Regions from separate parts of the Mus musculus genome. Here all the other regions are linked to region 1. The links are chromatin contacts, called in public promoter capture Hi-C maps. All regions are on one chromosome and are shown on one strand. Each heading gives the region's core, a stretch centred on a gene start, on an enhancer-like site or on the middle of the called end of the contact. The rest is flanking DNA. Distances are from core to core; before and after follow the strand shown. Region 1 holds the start of Adck1 (aarF domain containing kinase 1). Region 2 holds the start of Sptlc2 (serine palmitoyltransferase, long chain base subunit 2). Region 3 overlaps Nrxn3 (neurexin III). Region 4 holds the start of Snw1 (SNW domain containing 1). Region 5 overlaps Nrxn3 (neurexin III). Region 6 overlaps Nrxn3 (neurexin III). Region 7 overlaps Nrxn3 (neurexin III).

Region 1 (3,313 bases), core at 370-2,869:
CTTCCAGAAGTGCTCAAATAAATAGCTCACATAACTTGCACAACTAGATTCTCAAGTACAGACCACTGGAGCTTCACTCTACAGACAAGGCAGTAGAAGAAATTGCCCAAAGGAGCCAAGGGAACAAATGCTAGAGTCCACGTGTGTCTGTGCCGCCAACAGAGTGCATATGAACAAGGAATTGGCTGGAGTGGCCAGTGGTTCTCTGTCTCGGACATTTAGTCCTAGATAACCCAGGCAGGGTGTGTCCTACTGGGAGACAAGACAGGGATGGATGGCTATACCAAGCACTCTAGCCATTCACCAGTCCAGTCTCTGGCAAGGAGGGGACTGAGGGGGTATGTTTGGAAAGAAATAAAGTGTGATAAATTCTCTCAGAAGTTAAAATCTCACACCATAAGGCCCGTTGAGTATCAGCCAAATACCACAGTAAAATAAGAGAGAATATAATCCAGGATAAAAAGGACCCAGGTGGCAAAACTACATGGATATATGTACATAAAGTAATGGGGTTGGGTTGCAGTGTGTAAAGCAGGTGCCATGAGTGCTACAACTACAATATCGAAGCTAGCCACAGGGACACAACCACCCCCCACCCCACCCCCCACCCCCACACACACACACCATAACCCAGTGTGACAAATCGATATGGACTTTTTCTTATAAAATAGCATTCAAACTTATAGTCCCCGGGGTAGCGACATGGCATCTCCTGGGTTCATGTTGGACATGCCGATCCCAGAGTTCAAATATCACACTAAAATCAGAAGTTTAAAGAGGAAGTGGGCTGAATTCTGTGTAGTAACAAGCCCTCCACATCACTCTGCTGCACACTACATACACACAGCCTGTGAACCACAGTGACAAGAAGACGCTTAAAGAAAAATTGTCACAGGACAAAATCCAATTCCTAGCAACTCCGCAACTATATCTTGAGCGCCTACTAAGCGCTAAGCTTCTCACTTTCGTGGCAAGTAAATGTCAACGAAGTCTGGGACAGCTGTACTATGAAAGTCTTCTCTCCGCACATCTGCTGGAAGCACTGGAAGTCTCCAAGGTACTGGGGAGTTAAGGAGACTGGAGCCTGTAGCAAGCCTAGGTGACCTGACTTCTGGGGAGGCCCCTGCTCTTCACCACTCCACGCTCATCGCCCCAGCTACCTCTGCGTGGGAGCCCACAAGGTCACCGATGTCTGAAGGCTGCCGGCGGAGCCACTCGTAGCCCCTCTTCACCTCTGCCTACTCCAGGGCACGCAAGGTTGGGCCACCCAAGTGGCCAGTCCACACTAAGGACCTCTAGGACACCGAGCGAGAGAGTCACAGCCAAGGGGGCGGGGCACTGCGAGTCACCTGAACCACGTGGTTTCGCCAGCTAGGGTGACAGGGTCACAGGCTCGAGTTTCCTCCCAGCTTCGTCTGGGCGGCAGAGCCTGAGCTCAAACGTCGCGGAGCACATCTGCACCGGACCCACCGCTCTCCACGTCCCGCACAATCTGGCAGCGGGATTGGCCAGGACTCTGTGCGCGGGTGCTACTCACCAGAGGGTAGGGAAGCTGCGCCGCGCAGCCCGGAACCCAAATTCCAGGAAACAGTGCTTTCGCCACCAGAGCGCCTACAGAAGCCGGTGCCGCGAGGCCTGCCGGGATTTGTAGTTCTTTTCTGTTCCTTAGACTAGAGGCCACAGCTGTGGTCCCTGAGCCAGAGGAAAACCTTTCCTTGTCTGCTAAGATACCGACAAAGAATCATACTGAGAATAATTTAAGGAGTCAAAGTATAGATCCATGTTTAATGGATGATGTAATTCTGGATCTGTAGATTTTAAGTAGGCATTAGATTCTAATTAGAATTCTAATGAGTGAGTCAGCTATTCCTGTTGAAACGAAGACCTTGAGAGAAATGAAATGAAACCTTGTTTCAGTGGAGAGAATTGTAGGAGAGGTTAAATATTTCTGTGAAAATTGCCATTATTATACGGAAGCAAAGCGAAGTCTCTGGTTTGACAAAATGCCTATTATCACTATTCATCTGAAATGCTTTGCTGCTACTGGAGTTTGATTGTTATGGTGGTGGACTTTCCAAGACCAACACTCCTTTGTTGATACCTCTTAAGCTGTCACTAGAAGAATGGAGCACCAAGCCGACTAATGACAGCTATGGATTATTTGCTGTTGCAATGCACAGTGGCATTACTATTAGTAGTGGGCACAAACTCTACTGCATCTGTTAAAGTCCCTGGCTTTTAACAGTCTAGAACTCGATGAGGGGAATTTTGTGGTTGACCAGATGTGTGAAATAGGTAAGACAGAGCCACTGAATGAGGAGGAAGCAAGGGGGTGGCTGAAAATTATGACGATGAAGTATCAATTAGATTTGGTGGAAAAGGTTTTGAACAACAACAATAAAAAAAATGTAGAAGGTATTGGACTTCTTGGAGGACAAAAGAGCAAAGCAGACTATGAGCTGTCCAACAAAACATCTAATCCTGATAAGGTGGTTGGGACCCCATTCACTGACAATAGAAATTCTGAAACTAATGATACTAATGGGACCCACGAATCTGACAGGAACGAAGACTCCAGTGACCCAACAGGCGTTAACATGAATGGAGTTGAGAATGAAATTTCCTATGCAGTGCAAAACTTAAAGGAGTATGAGGGGAAGTAGTTGCTTTTTGATGATTCTAAAGCAAAAGTTACATAATAGAAAGACTTTCTGAGTTCTCTTTGCCCTTCTACATCTCCTACATCAACTTCCTACTTGCCATTCTATAAAAAATTATAGTGAGTATATTTTCCCTGTAAATATTAAACAGACACGGACAGATGTTGGTAAAGTTGATTACATCTAAGGGTCTTTAGTTTATCTTTTGAAGCTATTGGATATTATTGGTCTCTCGAGGCTTTTACATACTTTTTACCTATTTTTTAAATACTGAAAACCATGTTGACTTTTTAGAATCATTTTCCTTACTACAGACAAGTGATGGATAAGCTGGGAACCAACTTGTCTAGATTCTAAATGATCCAAAATGGAAACTTGAAACAATTAACACTTTTGGATTTACATGATCTTTTGTGTTTGCTTTTTAAAATACAGTGCTTGTATTTGTATTCTCCATATTTTGGAGTAATTATCTATATGATGGTTATTGGTCTGGCTTTTTCACCCAAGAAACCATTTCATTCAGTATATTTAGTGTTATAATAGCCATGAAGCCAAATCTTTGGGCTGTGTCAGAGACACAAAGTCTAGAATATGTATATTCACAATGGTGTATATTTTGTGCCTTGAATAACTTTGGAAAGTGCCTCAGA
Region 2 (3,313 bases), core at 589-3,088, 970 kb after region 1:
TCTGCCTCCTGAGGGCTGGAATCAAAGGCATATGCCACCATCACCCATCATCTCTACCTTATTTTTGAGACAGGGTCTTTGCCTGACATTGGAACTCACCAATTCAGTTAGACCAGCTGGCCAGAGAACTCTAGGAACCCTTTCATCTCTGTGTCCTAAGCATGGGGATTTTAACTAGATGCTCAAAATCTGGACTTAACTCCTCTTGTTTTCCTGGTAGTATTTCACTGATTGAGTTACTTATCCCCACCCCATCATGTTTAAGACAGGGACTCCTATATCCCAGGCTAGCTTGGACAGGTTATATATACAAAGATTATCTTGAACATCTACACTCCTGCCTCTACCTCAGGAGTGCTGAGACTGTATCAATGCATTACTATGCTTAGCTTAAAGGCATACAGAGCTTTTTTTTTTTTTTAAAAAAAAAACTTTTAAAAAGGAGATTTTAATTTATGTCTGTGAGTGTCTTGTCTGCATGTATGTATGTGCACCAAGTTTGTGTCTGGTGCCCTGGGAAATCAGAATAAGGCTTTGATTCCTCTGGCACTGGAGTTATAGATAGCTGTGAGCCACCATGTGGGTGCTAGAACCAAATCCAGGTACTCTGGACAAGCAGTGTCCAGTACTTCACTGCTGAGCCATCTCTCCAGGCCCCATAGAGTTCTTTTTGATTCTCGTGTTCACTTTTGAGATCAAAGGGTTTGTGACTTGAAAGTTTTGTCCTTGCTCCACTTGCTGTTAAGAGTACCTCTTCTAAATCAAGCAAAACAAATAACCTTGCCAACGCAGTTCTAAAGCTCCAGGGGAGAAGGGGTTGTGTGACACAGGGATTCACACAGATGCATTCGGCAATTAATAATAACCAGCACTTAATGAATACTTACTAATTGCCAGGTCCTAAGCAAAATACATTACAGGCATTAACTCATTAGATTCTCTTATGGCAACTGTTATTATCCCCCTGAGCAGAGGAACATAGAGGTCACTCAGCTAGTAGGTGAGGCAGCCAGGATTCAAACCTAGACTGAGTCATACTCTTAATTATGACATTGATTTTTTTTTTTATGGGTAACTAAAGGTCTTTGTAATGCTGAAATGTAGATCAATTTCTTTTGCTACTGATTTGGATTAGGTATTGTGATAGGTGTCCAGCGCTTTACTAATGTAATTCTGGCAAATGAGTCCATGAAGCAGGAAGAATTTTAAAAGAACTTGGCTCCTAAAGGAGTTAATTCCTCAAGTTTCAGTTTCAGTTATCACAAGATCTGGAAACAGATCAAGTCTCCTGACTTTCAAGGAAAGTCTTCAAAGGAAATTGCCCTAGGAAAACCCGGATAGAAACAAGTGATGTGCGCGCGAGGCGTTCGCGTAGTTCACAATGAAGAACAGTGAGAGACTGTCAAAAAGGCTATTCTATTAACACCCACAGAGGAATTTGCTAATGAAATAAAGGAGCTGCCTGTCTTGGGCTCGGATTCAACCTGAGAACCTCTCGGGAGGAAGGGCACAGAGGGCAACCACCACCAGTGCTAGAGAACCGGGAACAGGCTCTGGAAATAGGCTCAGCCCCTGTTTCTTTCTCCACACTCTAATTGGCTGTTCCTTTCCGGGCTCCGCCTCCTTCTCAACCTGGACCAGTAGGCGGCAAAGCTCCACCTACGACCTGGCTAGGGCTCCAATCAATTGCTCAGTTCTCGAGTTCCTCTGAAGAAGTCCCCTTGATGTCTGCAAGCCGCTTTTCCCTTGCTCTTAATTCGCCAGAATCAGCATGAGATCCGCCCCTCTCGCCTTTGGATTGGTCAATAGCCGATAGACCCCGCCCCATGTTCCCTCCGGCTGCCGGGCTTCGGCGAGCCCCGTCTTCTCGGGTGGCCCCGCCCTCGCGTGACGGCCGGACCGGGAATTGGCAGCGGCGCTGCAGCCATTTCCGGTTTCGGAGAGGTGGGTGCGGTGCGGAGCGGGAGTTGGCTCCGCCGCCACCTCCAGAGCCTGTCCTGCTGCCGGGTGCTGCCGGGAGGATGCGGCCGGAGCCCGGAGGCTGCTGCTGCCGCCGCCCGATGCGGGCGAACGGCTGCGTCAAGAACGGGGAAGTGAGGAACGGGTACTTGAGGAGCAGCACCGCCACCGTCGCGGCTGCCGGCCAGGTACGATGGGATCGAGAGGCTGGGCGAGATCGGGGCGGTGGGCCGGGACCCCCGCGAGCCGATGCCCGGGCTGGGCCGGGCCGGGCCGGGGAGGACGGGCAGCCGCGCGGGCCGGTCAGTGGCCGGCTGGCGGCTGGGCGCGGCTCAGGTGTGCTGAGCGACGGGGAGCCGGCGCTGGCTGGGCCTCCCCCCTGAGCGGGAGGGAGACTCAAGGGCAGCGCGGGACTCTACAACTATGTGGGGCTCCCTCACCGTGAGGGGCTCCTCGGTTCTGCCCGCTTCTCCAGTTATTCGAGCCTTCCCAGTACTACCCGGCTCCGCAGCGATGAGCTGTGGTTCTCTGCCCTGCGGGGGTCCCAAGGTTTACCTGGTTTCTTAGGTGTGCGGTGTCCCCTAGTTCTGCCTGGCTCTCCAGCCTCCCGGGGCTCCTCAGCCACGCGGGACTCCTGAGGTCTGCCCGGCTCCTCAGCATTTGCTGTTCTGAAGGGCCCTGGAGGCTGGGCTTCCTCTGCAAGTCTCTGGTTCTTAACCATGTGGATCACGCAAAAAAAAAAAAAAAAAAGTGCAGGCCGCTCCTAGTGGGAAGCAGAGGAAATCTTTCCCTCGAAGTCCGGCGATACTTTCTCGGGTTCCTGCCCGGGTCCCCTCGAGTACATGCTTCCTGTAGAGTCTTGCAGCCCCAAAAGGAAGCTGACGCTCTGAGAAAGTTAGGCAGTGCAGTTGTGGAAGCACAACCGGACAGCCTCTTCCTATCACGTTCTGGACTTCCTTTATGGGGAAAACCTTGGCAGGGAACCTCCTCGGGGGTCTTGTCTTGAAAATTGTCCCGTTGTGCGATTGGTGAGACCCCCATCCCACCATCCAGATAGGATTTTAGGTGGCCCCTTCACGGCGCAATAGAGCTATCGTGGAGGGCGTTGCTTAATCCAGTGGTAAGTTGTCATGAGTCCTTGTATTAATTAACTGAAGTTGAATCATCAACCATATCCATGAACTTCTAAACTATCTTACAGAATTCTGAATTCCTAGCAGTATTTTGCTTGTTTCCAGACATGGTTTCTCTGAGTAACAGCCCTCTCAGGCTGTTCTGCTTTGTAGACTAAGCCTGACTTCCAACTTAAAAGAGATCTGCCTTTGCCTCCCAAGAGCAACTAAGACCCCAACAC
Region 3 (3,313 bases), core at 419-2,918, 930 kb before region 1:
TTTCCAGTGACACACTTGACCATGTTAGACTGAGGTTCATTGGAAATTGTGGGCTAGCCAGATAGAATTTGGAACTAGTCAGATAGACAGATATTGACTCCATACAAGACAGATAGTCCATTCAGGGAGATCATGAGATTATGAAATCAGACCATGGAATGCTGGTTAAACACTAGAATCCAAACACTTGACACTATTTTTCCCAAATCATTTTTGGGACAAAAAAAAATCTTATATCATCTTAACGCTAGAAATTGTGAAATATGAGAAAACTATCTTGTCCTTGAGCAATAAGTGCTATGAACAGAACAGACAAATGGCCATCTAATCCATTCTCTGAAAGGGTAAACAGGGACTGTGAGAAGCTGTATGTGAAAGGTAACCACACCAGCTAAGCAAGGAAGCTAAGGTACATAACACATACATTTGATGAATGCTTAAGGTCTTAAAATCACTGTGCTTCATAAATCAGACAACACACGATTTACCCTGCTCTGTTGGCCAATAATGAGAGCGATAAACTAAATAAAGTTCAGTTCAAATAAAGAAGTGGTTGTGACTGATAATAAAAGGGATATTAGAGTTTAAACAATGAGTTGGTTAATGGTACTGCTTGGAGTTTAACTAAGCTGTTTATTGGCAAGAAATAGAAAATTAAGGACTTGTAAGAGAAAGGGGAACACTCTTATTCTTGGAGTCTATTTGAAGGTAGTTAGCTGTGATGAATTTTTATGAAGAGAAACTTAAACTTTCATTTGCCTATAAACATTCATTACCTACAAAATAGAGTAAGGGAAGTATCAGGCAGCCAAGGATGGGTTTTCATTATGAACATAATTCTTGGAGGGCATGAGGGATTTGTGATCAAGTGGGTAGCCACATCCTGGCCACAGTTTCTTTTACACCAGACAGAAAATCTGGTCAAAGTTATGATAATCACTCTATATCATAAGCTAGTGGGAGCTAATAGAAGCTCTCTTTAAATTTAATGTTGCTTAACTAATGTTTAGGCAAAACAAGCTAGTTATACATGTGTACAGGTGATCCAGCTGATTTGCTCCTATTTACAGTAATTACCTTCCATGTCTCTGAAATACTTCTTAATTGGATTTCCTCATTATTGTTATTTAGAGCCTAATGTAAGCTCTTTGGGGCAAATAGTGACACTGCCAAAATCTGGCACGAGACCATTTACTAGCTCGTGTACCTGCCACATGCTTTTTTTCCACAGAACCCTGTTCTGGAGGAGGCTAATGGGTTATGGGAGCTTCCCTGTGGTGTCTTGCTTTCTCCAAAACTGTTATGGTTTCAGACTCTTCTGTGACATTCTGGATGAAGACTTGGAAGTAAACCATCGCCAGATGCTGTCAGTTCCTGTGGGAAGCCAGCTAGGAGAGAGAGAAACCTCACAGGAAACAACATGAGGAAACAATTAGCTACAGTGATAATATGATTTGTTGAAACAAAGCTGCACCACAGTGGGGTAAACTGCATAGCTTCGGAGTGCAAGAAACTGAAATAAAATAGATTTCTCTATTTGAAACAACCTACATCATAAAAAAAAATTCCTATAAGTTCACTGCTAGACAAGGCAGTAGGCTACAAGGTGGTCAACTTTCCTCAGACCAGAAAGAATTTCTGTGGATAATTGGATGCATTCCCATCTGAACTGGTTTTCAGAAAACAGTGCTGAATTGAAAGGCATAAACCTTTAAATGTGTAAAGCTAGTACCATCTAGAGATGAACAGTTAACAATACTATAGTATACCCTTGAAACTTGGCTAAGAGTGTAGGAGGCACAGTATTTGTTATTCTGACACTCACACACACAAAGAATACTCAATAGTAAGATAAGAATTTACAGATGTGACAGATCAGTTTATAGCAAAGGTGCGGTGCTGTTTTCACAGAAAAATATTTACTTCAAACTCAACTCATCATGCACATGCATTCCATACATATGAGACCTTTTCAAGCCAGTTGCACCCTAATAAAACAGTTTAAACAAAAAAGAAAGCATGAAGAATCAAGGCTTACAAGGCTGTACTGGCTTCTAAGCTATGCATTTACATTACCTCTTGCTACCCCAACAGGCCTTGCGTTTTCTAATGCTTAGGCTTGAAAGGGGGATTGAGTTGAAGACTTAGTTCCTCTTCTTACTTCCATCTTAACTTCCTTGCTGAGGAGGTGAGAGAGATCCTACCCAAGAACTCTCCACTCTGGGTGAACGGGATATCTGGGTATCCTCAGAAGCTCCTGTACTCTCCCCTTGGCAGTTCTAATTGATAACTACAAATGACAGGTACAAAGCTCAACATAAAATTCCCTAAAAGTCTGACTGAGCTTCAGATCCTCCACAACACGCACCTTGAGGGCATTCAGGGGAGTGCTGTGAGCAGGAGAAGTATGAGGAAGTGAGGCCCTAGCCATAGATCATAACACAGAGGATATTCATGGACAAACCACTGTACTTCTGTGACCTCAATAATTCCCAAGACTGGGCAACAAAAGAAGCAATTCTGGATCCTCAAATCCTGTCCATTCCTGGTAAGATGGGATAGCTTGTTCTTACACATGTCCTCATTTTTTTCATCTGGCATTTGCCATAACATTCTCACCAGAACTGAGTCAGAGCAGGTACCACCATCATGCCTTTTAATCTCTAGAACTAGAATGTAAAGGATACGTATATATCAGGATATATATATATATATATATATATATATGTATATATATATACACACACACACACACACACACACACACACATATATATATATATATATATATATATATTCAGGCATTTCATTATAGTTAGTGATGAACACACTCCAATCTTGTCAACAGTGGGCACCTAAAGGGACACACCTCTCTCATTGTGACAATCAGCCACAGTGAGTACGTCACCTCAGTCTTAACCACTGTCTCCTAAGTCTACTCATACATGAACGGAAGACAACAGAGGCCACAGCACAGTTATTTTCATCTCATTCATAGTCTCATCCAATAAGATATTTACATGTCTATTTAAAGATGTGTAATTAAAGTGTGTGGGATAGGGACAGAGATGTAGACTAGTGATAGAATGCTTATTCACCCAAAACCCTTGGTTTTGATCCCTAATCATAAAGAAAGTTAAATAATAAAATAAAGCAAGATGTAAGTGCCAACAAGCACTGTCATAACCAGAAAAAATATAAATTACGACCTAAGACGACAGTCTCAGGACAGGAAATTATTGCAGATAATTATGTCTTAAGAGCTAATATGATTGAGCTATGTACTTCGATGCTGGATATAAAGAGGGGCTGT
Region 4 (3,313 bases), core at 356-2,855, 890 kb after region 1:
AGGGTTTCTCTGTGTAGCCCTGGCTGTCCTGGAACTCACTCTGTAGACCAGGCTAGCCTCAAACTCAGAAATCCACCTGTCTCTGCCTCCCAAGTGCTGGGATTAAAGGTGTGCACCACCACTGCCCAGCCAGATCTACTCTCTTAATTGTGTTGTAGTAAAATTGCTGTTCTCTATATAACCATGGGATGATTAGGGATCATCAGGGTACAAGCACCCCAAACGATATGTCTCTGTGGAAAATGAGAATTGACTGTCAGAATACATATCCATCCCTTTCTTTCAATCCTACATCCTAGGTTTTGGGCTATGCCTTTCTGATTTCCCACATTCATTATTTTAACATTGCCCTCAGTAGCCTCTTTAGTCTCTCATTACCATAGAAAACCAGTGTGTGGCAAGAAGAGTCCTTTTGTTTGTTTGGCGTGGTGATTTACTTATGCTTAGTGCAAGGTGTGGTACTCTCAGGAGGTATGGCATTGTTGGAGGAGGTTTGCCACTGTGGATGTAGGACTTTGAAGAGATCTATATCTACTCAAGCTCTGCCCAGAGTGAGACAAGCAGTCTCTCCTTACTGCCTTCAAATTGGCTTGCTGAACTCTCAGCTCCTTCTCCAGCACTATGTCTGCCTGGATGCTGCTATAATGATAATGAACTGAACCCCTGAAAATTTAAGCCAGCTACAAGTGATATTTTCCTTTATAAAAGTTGCCTCAGTCATGGCATCTTTTCACAGTAATGGGTACACTAAGACAGTTTGGTTTTAGTCTTTTGAGACAGGGTTTCTTTGTGTAGTCTTGGCCATCCTAGAACTAGCTCTGTAGACCAGACTGGCTTTGAACTCACAGTGATCTACCTCTGGGATTAAAGGCATGTGCCTCAACTGCTGGACTAAGAACTGTCTTTCTTGAGCTGCATTCAGTGGCAAAGACCTTTGATCCTAACACTTAGGAGGCAGTGTCAAGCTGATGTCAGATCATGACCAGCTTGGTCTATAGGAAAAGTTCCAAGGCAGCCAGGACTACACAGAAAAACCCTATCTCAGAAAGAAATAATTGTCTTTCTTACCTGTCTCAGTCCTACTTCAGCTCCAAATTATCAGCTGAACTAAATCTACGCTCATTGATCTTAATTTCTAGCATCTTCTTTATTTGCCACACCCCACACTGTTTTTTAAATAATTCATTCGTGAAGCAAAATTTAAAGTAGATGACTGTTAACACAACGATTAACTATATGCACGGAGGGTGGCTTATAGTGGGGGATCAGCCAGACTTTGCATCCTATTCAAAACTCTTAAGCAGTACTATGTGTAGCGGCCTTAAAGCAGAGTTGGATAATAGTATTAGCGTCCCAAAATAAGGCTTTATATCATATTTTGTATTATCACTACTGACATGTTAAACAGAGACCCTGTAGCCTGTAAAATCTACAGAAGTAAGGAATTTCGTATGCTAAGGTAGTTGTTGCTAACGCACTTTCAACAGACTGGCTGTCACAAGTCTCTCTCAAAGAACTACAAGGCCCAGAGGGCCGTTCGGTCAGAGCGCCTGCGCAGTGAGCATTTTTCCATTGTGTTCCTCGTTCCCGGGCAAGACTCGCCCGGCGACGTTGTGGCCTGCGCAGGAAGAAGCGGAAGAAGATGGCGCTCACCAGGTGGGTTGTTGATTTGGGTCCTCGATACGGAAGGGTCTGGAGTACACATCTTTTCCTTTCTGCCCGTACTGTTCGGGCTGTGACCTGGCCTGAGGCGCAGAAGTAACTTAGTCAAAACCGTGGCTGGAACCTCTCTCGGGCTTCCTCCGCGACTAGGCCGCGCCGAAGCCGGGGTCTTTCCTTCGGGGCTTCCCGGGTTGAGTTCGCCCCCCCCTGTTCCGAGAGCCCTGACATGGCCTCGCCGCGAGGACCTCACATGTGCTTCGCGTAAGCGGCGCGGTAGATTGACGAGCGCCTTGTGGACTGCGGGCTGAGATGGTTGCACTGCGAAGCCGCGGCTTATTTAACCCCGCTAAGCAAAGCTCGCCCGTCTCGTGGGAGGCTTTCCAGCCGCTTGTATGTTTTGTGCTTCTCATTTTCTCCTGCTACTCTCTCTCTCCCGAAACAAAGATTTTTGCAAAAAAAAAAAAAAAAACAAAACAAAAAAACAAAGAGTTGGGAACGTCCGAGAACCGACCAAGTTTTTTTTTAATTGACAGCAGTAGGGGCTGCTGTTGACTAAATGCGCGCCGCTCCACCTTTTAACTTTGGATCTTAGAATTTCTTTTGTACATAGAACCACCTCCGGCTTTTGCTGTTCCTGGTTGCCCTGGTTACTGTATGTAAAGTGTTTCCAACCTTTAAGGAAAAGAAAATGCTAAGTGGGAGACTTCCAAAAAGTTATGTAACTCCCAACTGCTGTAAGTGGAAAAACTTTCCATGCAAACTCAGCTGGAAAAGTCTGATTTTAAAGAAGGTATTCACTTTAGGGCCTTGGATTGTACCTGTTAAACCCACTTCTCATATTTTTTCCTGGCTCATAACAATATGAATCCTAAGAATATTTTGGTTATATGAATTAAGGTTTGTTGTCCTGCTTTGCCCTAGAGGTAGTATATGTAGAATGAAAAAAAAATTTTTTTTAAACCGGGAAGATGGACAAGTGGGTACACGGATGAAAATAGTGCAGGCGGGAGGATCTCAGAGTTCCAAGGCCAATCAGGTCTGTATAGGTAGTTTAAGGCCAGGATTTAAAAACAAAAACAGAATAACACTGACCTGGTTAGCTTTAACTGTCTGCTTAACACCTGGTCAAAAGATATCAGGTGAAAAAATTGCCTAGAACAGATTGGCTTATGGACATGTCTGGAAAGGATTGTTTTTCTTGCTAAGAGATGCAGGAAGATCCAAACCACTAATGGCTGCTCCATTCCCTAGGCGGGATATCCTGAACAGTATAAGCTAGATGAGTATAAGCCACTCTGCCAACCAGCAAGCAGCTTACATGGTGCCTAGCCTGCCTGCCTGCTTGCCTCCCTCCTTCCTTCTCTGCAAGAAAGCAAGTCCCTCTTGCTCTTGATTGTCTGTGGGATTTCACTAGCTGCCTTGACATCTCTCGTGGGTTTTAACCTGGAATTAAAAGCCAAATGTACTGGCTGGGTTTGTGTGTCAATTTGACACAAGCTCAATTTATCACACAGATAGGAGCCTCACTTAAGGAAATGCCTCCACGAGATCCAGCTGTAAGGCACTTACTCAATTAGTGATCAAAGGCGGGAGGGCCCAGCCAATTGTGGGTTGTGTCATCCCTGGGCTGGTAGTTCTGGGTTTTATAAGA
Region 5 (3,313 bases), core at 246-2,745, 790 kb before region 1:
ATTAGTAGGGTGAAAACCTGCATTAGTGAGTTCAAACCAGGTGGGTTGAACCACTGTACTGTGTACTGCCTTGTTCATGTAAAATGTTGTGTGTGTTTTCAAGAGTTACACAGACTCTAGGTCAAAACCCTTTAGTGTACAATACAAACATTACTCTCTTTACCAACATAAGTCATTTCCATGGTTAAACCCCTCTATATGTATTATTCATACTATACTGCCTATGGGTGTCCATATGAAACCTTGGTTTTGGTTTTGACTTTCACCAACCACAAGAAGAAATGAAAACATTGTTGGAATTACCTAGTCACACTCCATTTGCATTTTTCTACAAGGAACTTGATTTCAGATCTATAGAGTCTAGAAAGTGCATGATGTAATAACTTAGGAAGGGGTGTGGGTTTTACGAAGATCCAGCCACATAGATCTACAACAGAACAGTTAATCAACAGCAATAGAGAAAAGACTCTCCTTGTTCAGCCCAAAGATGTTCTACACCCTTTGCCTTGATGTTCAATAGACTTTTTGAAAGTAATATTCTCAGCCACCAAAATGGTCCAATTTTTAAGTCAGACTATGCTATGACCCTTTTGTATGCCATGAATTCCTGATACAATGGGTGGCACTGGGTAGATATGTGCATTTGGACTTAAAATATTAAAAGCAGTCTACCCTTATCAACAACTTAATGCCACTTTATTGGGAGAATCTATAAGAGCCTAGACATGTAAGAAAAGAACTATAGACCTTATGAAGACTGGCAGCTTGAAAGTTTTTTATGATAGAGATTAATAATAACTATTATTAATGAAACTTGATTCTGATGAGGTGAGCAGAAATTGGCAGCTGGAAATTCTCCGTGTAGTTGAAAGAATCCTGTGTGTAGGGCAGAAAATCTGACTTGGGAATGAAGGTCCTGACAGTTACTTATGTAAATTTGGACAAACTGGTCAACATTTCTAAGCCTCCCTTTTAGACCCACAGAATACTTAGCAGCATGCAAGCCCTACTTGTCTGGGGGAGTTGTCTCGCCACCCAGATTGAGGGAAAGTGTGTTTGAATGTGCTTTGTGACTTGTAAGTCATTATGCAAATAATTGCTCTTATTCTATGTGCATGTGTCCAGGCAAAGCCATGACTGATTCAGAGAAATGGAGAAAGTATGGTGGGAAATATGCAAGATGAGAGGAAATAGAAATGAGCAATGGGGGTGAAAGGGGGAAGAGAGAAACTGCCTAGGGCATGAAGGGATAAAAAGAAAGGAAGGGATGTGGAGGGAAACTGGTGCTGGTACAGTAACAAATAAATCCCCCAGCATGACAGCCTGCTGCTGAAGCATTTCATTTTCCCACAACATAATGGTGTGTTATTGCCCATTATCTGTTCTGTCAGTGCCAGAGTCGATATTAAATGAGGGGCAGCTGCATTTAGCTGCCATTTTTCAGCTGTCTCCACGTTGCCATGGAAACCCAGTTGTTTCTTGGTGAACCTGCCAGTAAAGAGGAGGGGGGAGGGTCAGGGAGAAGGGGAGCAAGTGCTGCAAGAGGTTGGGGTGTCAGGGGTGGAGTGAGAAGGGCTAAGGGATGTGGCAGAGGAGAGGGGGAAAAAAAGAACAGCACAGAACAGGTTTGTCACACTCTGCCTGCACCTGATAAATCAGCCATTTCGCAGGCACCATCTATACTCAGGCAGCAGATTCTCCTTTGCAGTGCCTCTCAGCTCGGACTCTCCAGGAGCTCACTAGGTGTGGGTTCTGAGATCATCCAGTTTCCCTCCTTTTACTCAACATCCTTCTCTCCTTCCTCTACTTCTTCCACTCACCCCGATGCCATTCTCAGATGGGCACTGGATCTCTGACGAACGTACAGGAGAAAACCATCTCATTTTACTAAAGGTATTATCAGGCTTTTGCACAATCGACATGCCCTCTTCTATAAAATATTCCTTTTAAAGAATCACCAGATGCTTTCTTAGTTTAAGAAATCACTGAGATATCCTGACATCGCAAATTTTAACAGAAAACTGAGCCAGATAGTCACATTACCGAGAACTAAACCTTCAGGGAAGAACCAGCTCAGAGCCTGGAGTGGTGGGCTCTCAAGCAGACTTGAAAAGTCATTTTTGGTCCGAGGCTCCTTATACATATGTACTAGAGGGCTGACTGCCTTGTTTGGCCTCAGTGGGAGAGGATGTGCCTAATTAATTCTTTAGAGATGTGATGTTCCAGGGTGGGGGTATGCCTGAGGTGAGGATCTTCTCAAAGGCAAACTGGAAGGAGGATGGGGAAGAACTCTATGAGTGGGGCTAGGAGGGACAACATTTGAGATATAAGTAAATAAAATAATTAATAAATTTTTAAAACAGTAATTTTTGACTCAAAGTGGACAGCAACCAACATAGGAGGCTGATGGACCAATCTTTTAATTTTTTTCTTCAAAATTTCTAAACTATAAACATTGGCACAAGTCTAAAAACTAATCCTAAATGATAGTTACATGGACTTTCACCTTGTAATTGTCTTAACCTAACATAGTAAAAACATGAAGCATAGGAAGACTAAAGAATTTAACCAAACTCATCACTTCCCCAAATATAACTCCCTAACTCGAAATCTCCCTTCTTTCTTCTGTGTTTCTCCTTTTCTCTCATGCAACTGAGATAAGGAGAGCTATAGATGGATCTTTCTAAGTTTTCATCCCCAATTTTAATCCCACTTTCCACAGAGTCTTTGCTTCACGTTTACCATATCTCATAAGCAATTTTGCTTGTAGACCAAGGCTTTCCAAGAATCCTGATAACTGTGAGATAATTGTCAGGGCACCACACATTGATTTTCTAACACAACAAAGCTCATTAGTACCTTACCTATGTCATGCCTTTTCTATTATAGTCACCCCTTTTGGACTCTTAATTAACCAATTACAATAATAAAAAAAATGGCAATGTGCCTGTTCTATACTTTCTTTTTTTTTTTTTTTTTGAGGGTGTCGTTTCTCCTTTATTTTTATTTTTTTTCCATTTTTTATTAGGTATTTAGCTCATTTACATTTCCAATGCTATACCAAAAGTCCCCCATACCCACCCACCCCCACTCCCCTACCCACCCACTCCCCCTTTTTGGCCCTGGCGTTCCCCTGCACTGGGGCATATAAATTTTGCGTGTCCGATGGGCCTCTCTTTCCAGTGATGGCCGATTAGGCCATCTTTTGATATATATGCAGCTAGAGTCAAGAGCTCTGGGGTACTGGTTAGTTCATAATGTTGTTCCACCTATAGGGTTGCAGATCCCTTTAGCTCCTTGGGTTCTTTCTCTA
Region 6 (3,313 bases), core at 610-3,109, 750 kb before region 1:
TTTCGCTGTGAGGCTCACCTAAGTAAGCTCCACAAACCCAGAAAGAGTGCTGCATTGCTGAGAAACGTTTTTTTTTTTAATTGTAAATGTAATCATTCCAAGTGTAAGTTCCTCTTAGTCTCACAGTATCTCGAAAAATGACTAGCATAGTTAGAAACACTCCCTTCTGTTCCTCAGCCTTAACACAGTCTTAGCATGCCAGCAGATTCAGTATCATCTTTGGACAGACTTCATGGTTTACAGACGCTACCTGGTTGCTGGGATCTCATAAAGGAGAAGGAACAAGCTAAGCCTTTTCATAATCCTGAGTTATCTACCCTTGTTACCCAATCACCCCTCCATATCCCAAGCCATCTCATCAGTGATCAGGTATCACCATGTTGAAGTTTAGGTGACATAAAGGTCCTAGAAATAAAACTACAAGCCCCACTTCTATGCATGATCCAGCTTCCCTTACTCTCTCTACAGTCTCCACCTCACACCAGAATTTCACCTCAGAACCTTGTCTATGGCTTTCGGGCTTAATTAAAATAAAAAGAACAAAATGTTAGTCCTTCTTTCTTATAAGATAGGAGGATAGTTTAAAACCCAGAAGAAAGGGATACAAAAGGAACCTTGAGGATGGTGGGAGGGACACAGGAGGAGGAACCTTGAGAGGATGATGGAAGGGATGCAGGAGAGTAAGCCTTGAGAGAATTGTGGGAGGGATGCAGGAGGAAAATACTGTAAGAGTGGAGAGAGGCTCGGAATGGGTATTCTGCAGGTTATACAAAGATAACCTGGAACACCTTCCCTAACTACTGGTCCTAGTATTATTCTATACTCATTCCTGAGCCAAAGGGCCTCCAAGCTAATAAAGCTAACAGAAGAAAGACCAGTCAGAACTGACAACATAATGTTCCTACTATGAATAGCAACGATGCTTGCTACCATTACTATTATTCATAATAAAGCTATTTGTGCCCCACTCAATACGAGGTTGAACAAGCCCATTAAGAACAGGAAACCTATTTCCTGACCAGTACTGTTTACACACATCACGAGGAGACACTTGCTGGCTGGGAGAGCCCCATTTGCTCTAACACAGACTTGGCAGAAACCAACGGAATGAAAATAAATCCCTCAAGTAGAATTGCTGTGTGGTCACTGAGGTCATAGATCCTGTCTGGCTGTGCTATATGCTAGTATGAAGAAACAGCAATGACCAAGGTCACCTTGCTGTCATGCTGAAGACAGGGACCCTCCTGAGGTCAGCTGAGCACGATCTAATTTGCATAAACAACTCTTGGGAAAGCTGTGAACTAGTAAGGTAGTTCATTACCTACACTGTTAGTCCTGCTTCCTTCATCTGGCCCTTGTCCTGCTCCCCCCTTGACCACTGAGAAACCCACTCTCTGCAGGGTCCTCTGAACCATAAGACTGTCCAACCCCACCACCCTACTGCCTCCTCAAGATTCCATTTCCCTCTGTCAGTTTCTCTCAAGAAAAGGTTATGCCTAAGTGACTCATTTAACAAAACCAACAGTGATGTTTAAGGGTCCTCAATGGAGGGTCGCAAGATACAATGCCCAAGCCAGTTAAGGAAGAAGACCAAATCACATTCCCCAGGGACATTCCACTCAGACAGAAAATTGAAGGATCCAAGCAATGAATCCATAACAGCTACATTCCAAAGATCTGTGACAAGTTGCGACCACTTTGATACAAGGGGCTTGTGGAACCTCTGCCTTCTCCCCTTGAATGATTCCTATATTTTCAGCAGTGCATGGCTTTGTGCCCTAAGGTTGGTTTCCTAGGATGTACAGCGCTCCACATGTTCGCACCAAGTGAAGCTTTCTTCCCAGCAGAGGGCAGCAGCCGCCAGAGGCTGGAGCACGGTGCAGCCATCTCAGAATGAGAGGACAGAGGCAGAAGGCAGGAGGGTGGGGGCTGGGAGGCAGCAGACCGGGTTTGCCACTTCATCATTTGTTGTCAGCTGTCACCTCTGGTACGATCTGGCTTTCCAGCCACTGCCCCCATAACCTAGTACTTTCTGGCTGGACTGCCTCACCCTGATCTGCCAGTGTGAAAGGCTTTGGGTTATTAATCTGACCCGTGGAGCAAAAGCACATTTAAACCTCTTAGCTTTCCCTTACTCAGCTGCTGACGCCACATGGAAAACTGGAAGAAAAAGAGAAAGACCAGAAAAGATCCAACCTAGCTCTGCTCCCTCCGTCAATCTGCCCAGCTCTTTATGCAAAGATGGGGCTGAGGAGGGTCCACTCAGTGAATGGATAGCCACTACATATCTTATCCTGGGCATCAGCCAAAACCAGCAGCAACATCACACCAGTCAGAAAATCAGGCTTTCAGAGTGTCCTTTTGGGGTCAGCAGGCTTAGCACAGGATGCCAAGATTGCTTTAGACAAATGAAAGCAATCAAGCAAGAAACAGAAAAGAACTACATAGAAGAGAGTTATAGGTGAGTAGATGGTGTTCTGGATGTTGACGCAATAGGATCTGCTGAAATGCATACCCAGGGTCTAATGTTTGTCATGCATCCCACAGCCCATTTTACTTGACTTAATTACTGATGCTGAACTCACTGGTCTATATTTTTTTTTCCTTTCCAGTTTTCTTCTATCTGTAGGTCACAGTTGAGGCCATGGCAAATCCCTGATTTCTCAGTGAGTTTACCAGGATGCCCAGAGTTCTGTTTATACCTCATGGAGAGAACCAATCGCCCACCACCATCATGCCCAGAGTTGCTGGAAACTTCATTATTGGCATGTACATAGTGTTTTATAATATCTGTCCTCTCACATTTTGTATCACAGCAGAACATCATCATGACTCCATAAGATAGTCATTATTAGACCCATTTTGCAGACAAAGAAACCAAGGCACAGAGATTATCACAAATGGATAGTAGTGACAAAACTGGTAGTTTTGTGGTAGTTTCAACAGCTCTATGCTACCACTTTAGAATGCAACCTGACAGTCTAAATCCCTTCACGCTGATCACTAAAAGATTTTGATTGTCCAAGCACTACCTGAGGCAATGCTTAGATGCTTTCAAAACTCTTTCACACTAGGAAAAAGCTCTTCTCAAGTGATCAGTTTTAGGGGCAAGCCAGGGGGAAAGCCTACAGTTCCAAGAAATTCTATAGGAAAATTGAAAATAACTTTATTCAAGATGATATCTGAACTGAGCAGAATAGCAACACAAGGCATGCTCCTTAGTGTTCTACTTGATCACTGAATGTTAACTGAGACTCTGCTATGTTCAAAGGGTCATCTTAGAATTGGAGGGTAGATGAAATGAACACAAGAT
Region 7 (3,313 bases), core at 396-2,895, 630 kb before region 1:
AGGTTTTATGCTTTGAGTTGGATATGTAGCTACGCAGAAACTGAGAAGTAGCCTCAACCCCTTCATCTTACCTCAGCAGAAATCTTCCAAGAGGTGAAAATCCATTGGCTGTTTTCACCATGGACTAGAATCACTTTCATCTTTATACCTCATGGGGAAGCAGAGTGCCATAGGGATGGAGACAGAATAAGGAGGCAGTGGCTTTAGAATAGGCAAGACACCACGGAATGCTACCTGTCAAAATACCCACATTTATTTGGGGAATCCCCAGGAGCAAAGCCAACAGACCGTGGAACTAGTGTAGTGTGCCACCTTCTGGTAGGATTACATATTACACAATTTCTTGATTCATGACTGCTCACTAGCTCTGGGCTTGGAAATAAAAAGAAACCTTTCAAAGCCAATGTTGTGTTTTCATAACATCTCCAAGACCAAGGCTAGACCAAGAATGACCATGATGAAATGTGTCTTTAACAGTTCCCATGTCCTTATTCCAAATTGGAACCCTCATTCAAGCTCCCATTTGACTATACAAGCCCAATGTTCTCAGTCAATATATCAATAGCCATGGGTAGCTGCTCACCTCCTCTAGCCATACTCTACTGCCAAAGGTTAAGAGGACAGGTAATGCATACATTGCCCTTACATGTGCATTTAAGTAGGTTCTGGACAATTACTGCAATCCAGGCACTATGCTAGATCTGATCTCATCTTCCAGGATCTTATCATCCATTGAGGAAAGCAGTGATGTACTTAGGTAATCACAAGTCCCTTCTTGGGGTAAAATGTTCATAGTAAAGGAAGTCTAGGTAGGAAAAACTACCACTTATGGTTAAATTAGTCAGAAATGGCAGTGTTTGATCTCTGAGTTGAAAGATAAAATTTTAACAAAAAGAATCAGAGAAAAATACATCTGGAAAAGTTAAAACAATGCACAAAAGGCAAAAAAAAAAGTAGACAATTAAAGACCTTTTAATAGAATACCTGTACCAAAGCATACCAGGGGAGAATCGTGACAGCTACCACCTACCCAAACTCCTTTTAAAATGTGATCTTCATCACCTTCAGTTATTGCTGCTATGAAGCCCATTTTCTTGATGGAGAAAGTGAGTCTTTCAGAGGTAAGGATTTAGTTTATTGTGATTCCATGTTTTGTAAGGAGAATACACAACCTAGGGATTCTATCCCCTATAGCCTGGATGGTAGCAAGTACAATAAACAAAAGAAAATGGTTGCAGCCATTTCATGGAGGGCAAAGAATCCTTTCAAAAGCAGAGCAGGAATGAGTTTTCAAGGTGGTCTTCTTCACTGTCTATCCATCCAGACATGGTGACTCTTCGCTGGTTATTATCTTTCTTCTTAGAGACATACTCTAAGCTATCCAGCCATATATTCACAAGCTTGAAATCCATAGTAAAGTTATCTCTTCTTTCCCCCAGTGCATTTATCTGTTTGTTTGATTTTTCTGCTCACTGCATTATATGTTATTAGGCCTTAGGGTGCCTCCGTGAATTAAAGCGATACAGTCAAAATGTATGATTAAAAGGCTGAGAGGCAATAATAGCAACATAATCATACAGAGCATTCATATCCCACTTTAACATCTGTTGTCTCACTTACTCACAGAAAAATCAGCAGCACTCCGAGCCGGGAATGACAGAATGTTAGCAACTCAATTTTACCAGTGGGAACATTGAAACAGAGAGGTTGGCTAGTTTGCCTGGGGCCACAGAGCAAGTGATTGGAACTGTCACTAAATCTCCTAGCTTCCAGCCCAGACTTGTTTCCACAGAACTGTGGTCTCTCTACTCAGGAAAGATAGGTTTAGGAGATGAGAGGGCCCAGGTTTCTTACCTCAGGGAGTTTTGGGTACGGCACCATGGACAGAGAACTCAAGGCTTTTTGAGGGGGAAGCGGTTTGGTTTAGGTGAGTATGTTTGGACATGCACCACTATATCCAACTCAGCATCATCCTTCCATGACACACAATGCTACTCTCCAATTTAAAGCTCTCAAGCTAAATTCTCTGATGCTGACTAAAGGGTATGCTCAGAAAACTGTATACAGGCCATGACATAAAAATCACCTCGAAATAAGGCCAAGACTAGAAGAGGAAAGCCGCATTTAGGTCGAAGCAAACACAAACACTAATGGAAGCAGCTGCTACGTCTTCACCAGGTAGTCTGGGGCAAGTTAGCCATAGTGACATTTACCCTGCACTACCCCTAATAAGCCAGCTACAGTTAGCCAAGATTCTCTCTTTTCACATTCCAACATATTATAAGGACCACCTCCCTTATAAGCTATTAAATCTAAAAATAATGCTATTTGTCTGTGGAGCTGTGGCTTTGTGTCAGGTCCTGGGCTTGTTCTCCAAGTGTTATGTCAATTATTTCATCCTTTTGGTGACTAGTACAAGATCTATCTAACATGTGCAGGCTATGTGAAAGACAATTTGGAGAAATAACCGTGTGCTATTTCAAAAAAAAAAAAAAAAAAAAAAGACAGTGAGTCTGGAGTCTCCCAGCTATGTGATCTTGATTCTTAGTTAACCCCTAAGGGTTTAACAGTCTCTGCACCAGTAAAACTGGGGAGCTATGCTTTTTTGTGACATTGTCAAGAAGACTACAGAAAAAGCAGCCAATACCCAGAGAACAATGTGAGCACCTAGTGGGTGCTCAAATGAACACTATTTTCCAATCCTCTCTTAACATTCACATGTGACTTTGACCTTACTTAAGCCTATTTCCCCAGGCCCCACACCCCAACTCATTAACCCGATATGAAGATAAAAGTAAAGTTCCATAGAAGAAGGAATAGGTCAAGTGAGAATTTATTTATAAATCTGGAGAGAGCAGAATTCATAGTGAGGTTTTGTTTGTTTCCGTGATAGTGCATCTCATAATGACTGTATCAGAAAGTGTAGGAGGAAGAGGTTGACAAGAGTGACTAGTAAATGTACATAGAGATGCTCAGCTCCATACACTGTCAAGCCTCCTGTGGTGGTCACTAGCCACCAATGAGTAAGGAGAACTAAAATGAGGTTATGAGCCAACAAGTATCGTGTATCCCTGTCTCCCATTCACACCATTTGCAAAGCAGCTCCACACATATGATCCTGCACCAATCGGCAAGGGCCTAAGCATAAGCAGCAGGCTTTGGGACCAGAACCACAGACACAGTGTGATGGCTATCCTTCACGATCAACTGGATTAGAAGCACCGTCCTCTGAGTATGTCTTCTGGGGTGTTTCCATAAAAGTTTAATGGAGGAGAGAAGAGCCACCCTGTGTGAGGGTGCCACCAGACCATAG

Evidence for each region. Promoter capture Hi-C pulls out the DNA fragments that hold promoters and counts their contacts.
Region 2: a contact with region 1 is called in a promoter capture Hi-C map of pre-B cells. The contact joins the promoter of Sptlc2 here to the promoter of Adck1 in region 1. A contact is called at or near these places in 6 of 39 promoter capture datasets (the 3T3-L1 cell line, the C10 cell line, cranial neural crest and 3 more) and 4 of 115 datasets of contacts at active chromatin or transcription factors (astrocytes, embryonic stem cells, large pre-B cells and 1 more).
Region 3: a promoter capture Hi-C map of cranial neural crest shows a contact between it and region 1. The contact joins the enhancer-like site here to the promoter of Adck1 in region 1. A contact is called at or near these places in 5 of 39 promoter capture datasets (the 3T3-L1 cell line, cranial neural crest, hippocampal neurons and 2 more).
Region 4: a promoter capture Hi-C map of pre-B cells shows a contact between it and region 1. The contact joins the promoter of Snw1 here to the promoter of Adck1 in region 1. A contact is called at or near these places in 14 of 39 promoter capture datasets (the 3T3-L1 cell line, the C10 cell line, the SN4741 cell line and 9 more), 3 of 484 Hi-C or Micro-C datasets (LSK cells, the N1E-115 cell line and bone marrow-derived macrophages), 6 of 115 datasets of contacts at active chromatin or transcription factors (the SCID.adh cell line, astrocytes, large pre-B cells and 3 more) and 3 of 9 other capture datasets (adipose tissue, embryonic stem cells and liver).
Region 5: a promoter capture Hi-C map of hippocampal neurons shows a contact between it and region 1, with 8 times the contacts expected there. The contact joins the enhancer-like site here to the promoter of Adck1 in region 1. A contact is called at or near these places in 4 of 39 promoter capture datasets (the C10 cell line, cranial neural crest, hippocampal neurons and 1 more) and 1 of 115 datasets of contacts at active chromatin or transcription factors (embryonic basal ganglia).
Region 6: a promoter capture Hi-C map of hippocampal neurons shows a contact between it and region 1, with 12 times the contacts expected there. The contact joins the enhancer-like site here to the promoter of Adck1 in region 1. A contact is called at or near these places in 11 of 39 promoter capture datasets (the 3T3-L1 cell line, the C10 cell line, the HPC-7 cell line and 7 more), 4 of 484 Hi-C or Micro-C datasets (the G1E-ER4 cell line, the N1E-115 cell line, embryonic stem cells and 1 more) and 3 of 115 datasets of contacts at active chromatin or transcription factors (embryonic basal ganglia, embryonic stem cells and kidney).
Region 7: a contact with region 1 is called in a promoter capture Hi-C map of hippocampal neurons, with 6 times the contacts expected there. The contact joins the enhancer-like site here to the promoter of Adck1 in region 1. A contact is called at or near these places in 13 of 39 promoter capture datasets (the 3T3-L1 cell line, the C10 cell line, the HPC-7 cell line and 7 more), 4 of 484 Hi-C or Micro-C datasets (the G1E-ER4 cell line, the HPC-7 cell line and cerebellar granule neurons) and 1 of 9 other capture datasets (embryonic tail).

The regions. Positions count from the first base shown.
Region 1 is chr12:88,358,820-88,362,132 of GRCm38.p6, reverse strand. It overlaps Adck1 (aarF domain containing kinase 1), which reads right to left and starts at 1,619. Exons shown (of 11, transcript NM_001277297.1): 1 at 1,538-1,619. It also overlaps the pseudogene Gm5655.
Region 2 is chr12:87,386,880-87,390,192 of GRCm38.p6, reverse strand. Sptlc2 (serine palmitoyltransferase, long chain base subunit 2) reads left to right here and starts at 1,838. Exons shown (of 12, transcript NM_011479.4): 1 at 1,838-2,147. The coding sequence starts at 2,022. Gm33444 (a long non-coding RNA gene) reads right to left here. Exons shown (of 3, transcript XR_381803.4): 1 at 2,515-3,313.
Region 3 is chr12:89,285,301-89,288,613 of GRCm38.p6, reverse strand. All of the region lies in intron 7 of Nrxn3 (neurexin III), which reads right to left. Among named protein-coding and RNA genes, the nearest start is that of Gm40537, 310 kb to the right of the region's middle. Within about 2 kb of position 1,668, at least 6 of the 459 cell types and tissues checked have an H3K27ac peak or open chromatin away from gene starts, as enhancers often do.
Region 4 is chr12:87,470,591-87,473,903 of GRCm38.p6, reverse strand. It overlaps Snw1 (SNW domain containing 1), which reads left to right and starts at 1,605. Exons shown (of 14, transcript NM_025507.2): 1 at 1,605-1,656. The coding sequence starts at 1,643.
Region 5 is chr12:89,147,368-89,150,680 of GRCm38.p6, reverse strand. All of the region lies in intron 3 of Nrxn3 (neurexin III), which reads right to left. Among named protein-coding and RNA genes, the nearest start is that of Gm40537, 180 kb to the right of the region's middle. Within about 2 kb of position 1,495, at least 39 of the 459 cell types and tissues checked have an H3K27ac peak or open chromatin away from gene starts, as enhancers often do. A contact at or near this core is called in embryonic basal ganglia and hippocampal neurons, where this site is marked.
Region 6 is chr12:89,105,152-89,108,464 of GRCm38.p6, reverse strand. All of the region lies in intron 3 of Nrxn3 (neurexin III), which reads right to left. Among named protein-coding and RNA genes, the nearest start is that of Gm40537, 130 kb to the right of the region's middle. Within about 2 kb of position 1,859, at least 31 of the 459 cell types and tissues checked have an H3K27ac peak or open chromatin away from gene starts, as enhancers often do. A contact at or near this core is called in the N1E-115 cell line and hippocampal neurons, where this site is marked.
Region 7 is chr12:88,989,318-88,992,630 of GRCm38.p6, reverse strand. The region is part of intron 3 of Nrxn3 (neurexin III); the gene reads right to left. Among named protein-coding and RNA genes, the nearest start is that of Gm40537, 18 kb to the right of the region's middle. Within about 2 kb of position 1,645, at least 2 of the 459 cell types and tissues checked have an H3K27ac peak or open chromatin away from gene starts, as enhancers often do. A contact at or near this core is called in hippocampal neurons, where this site is marked.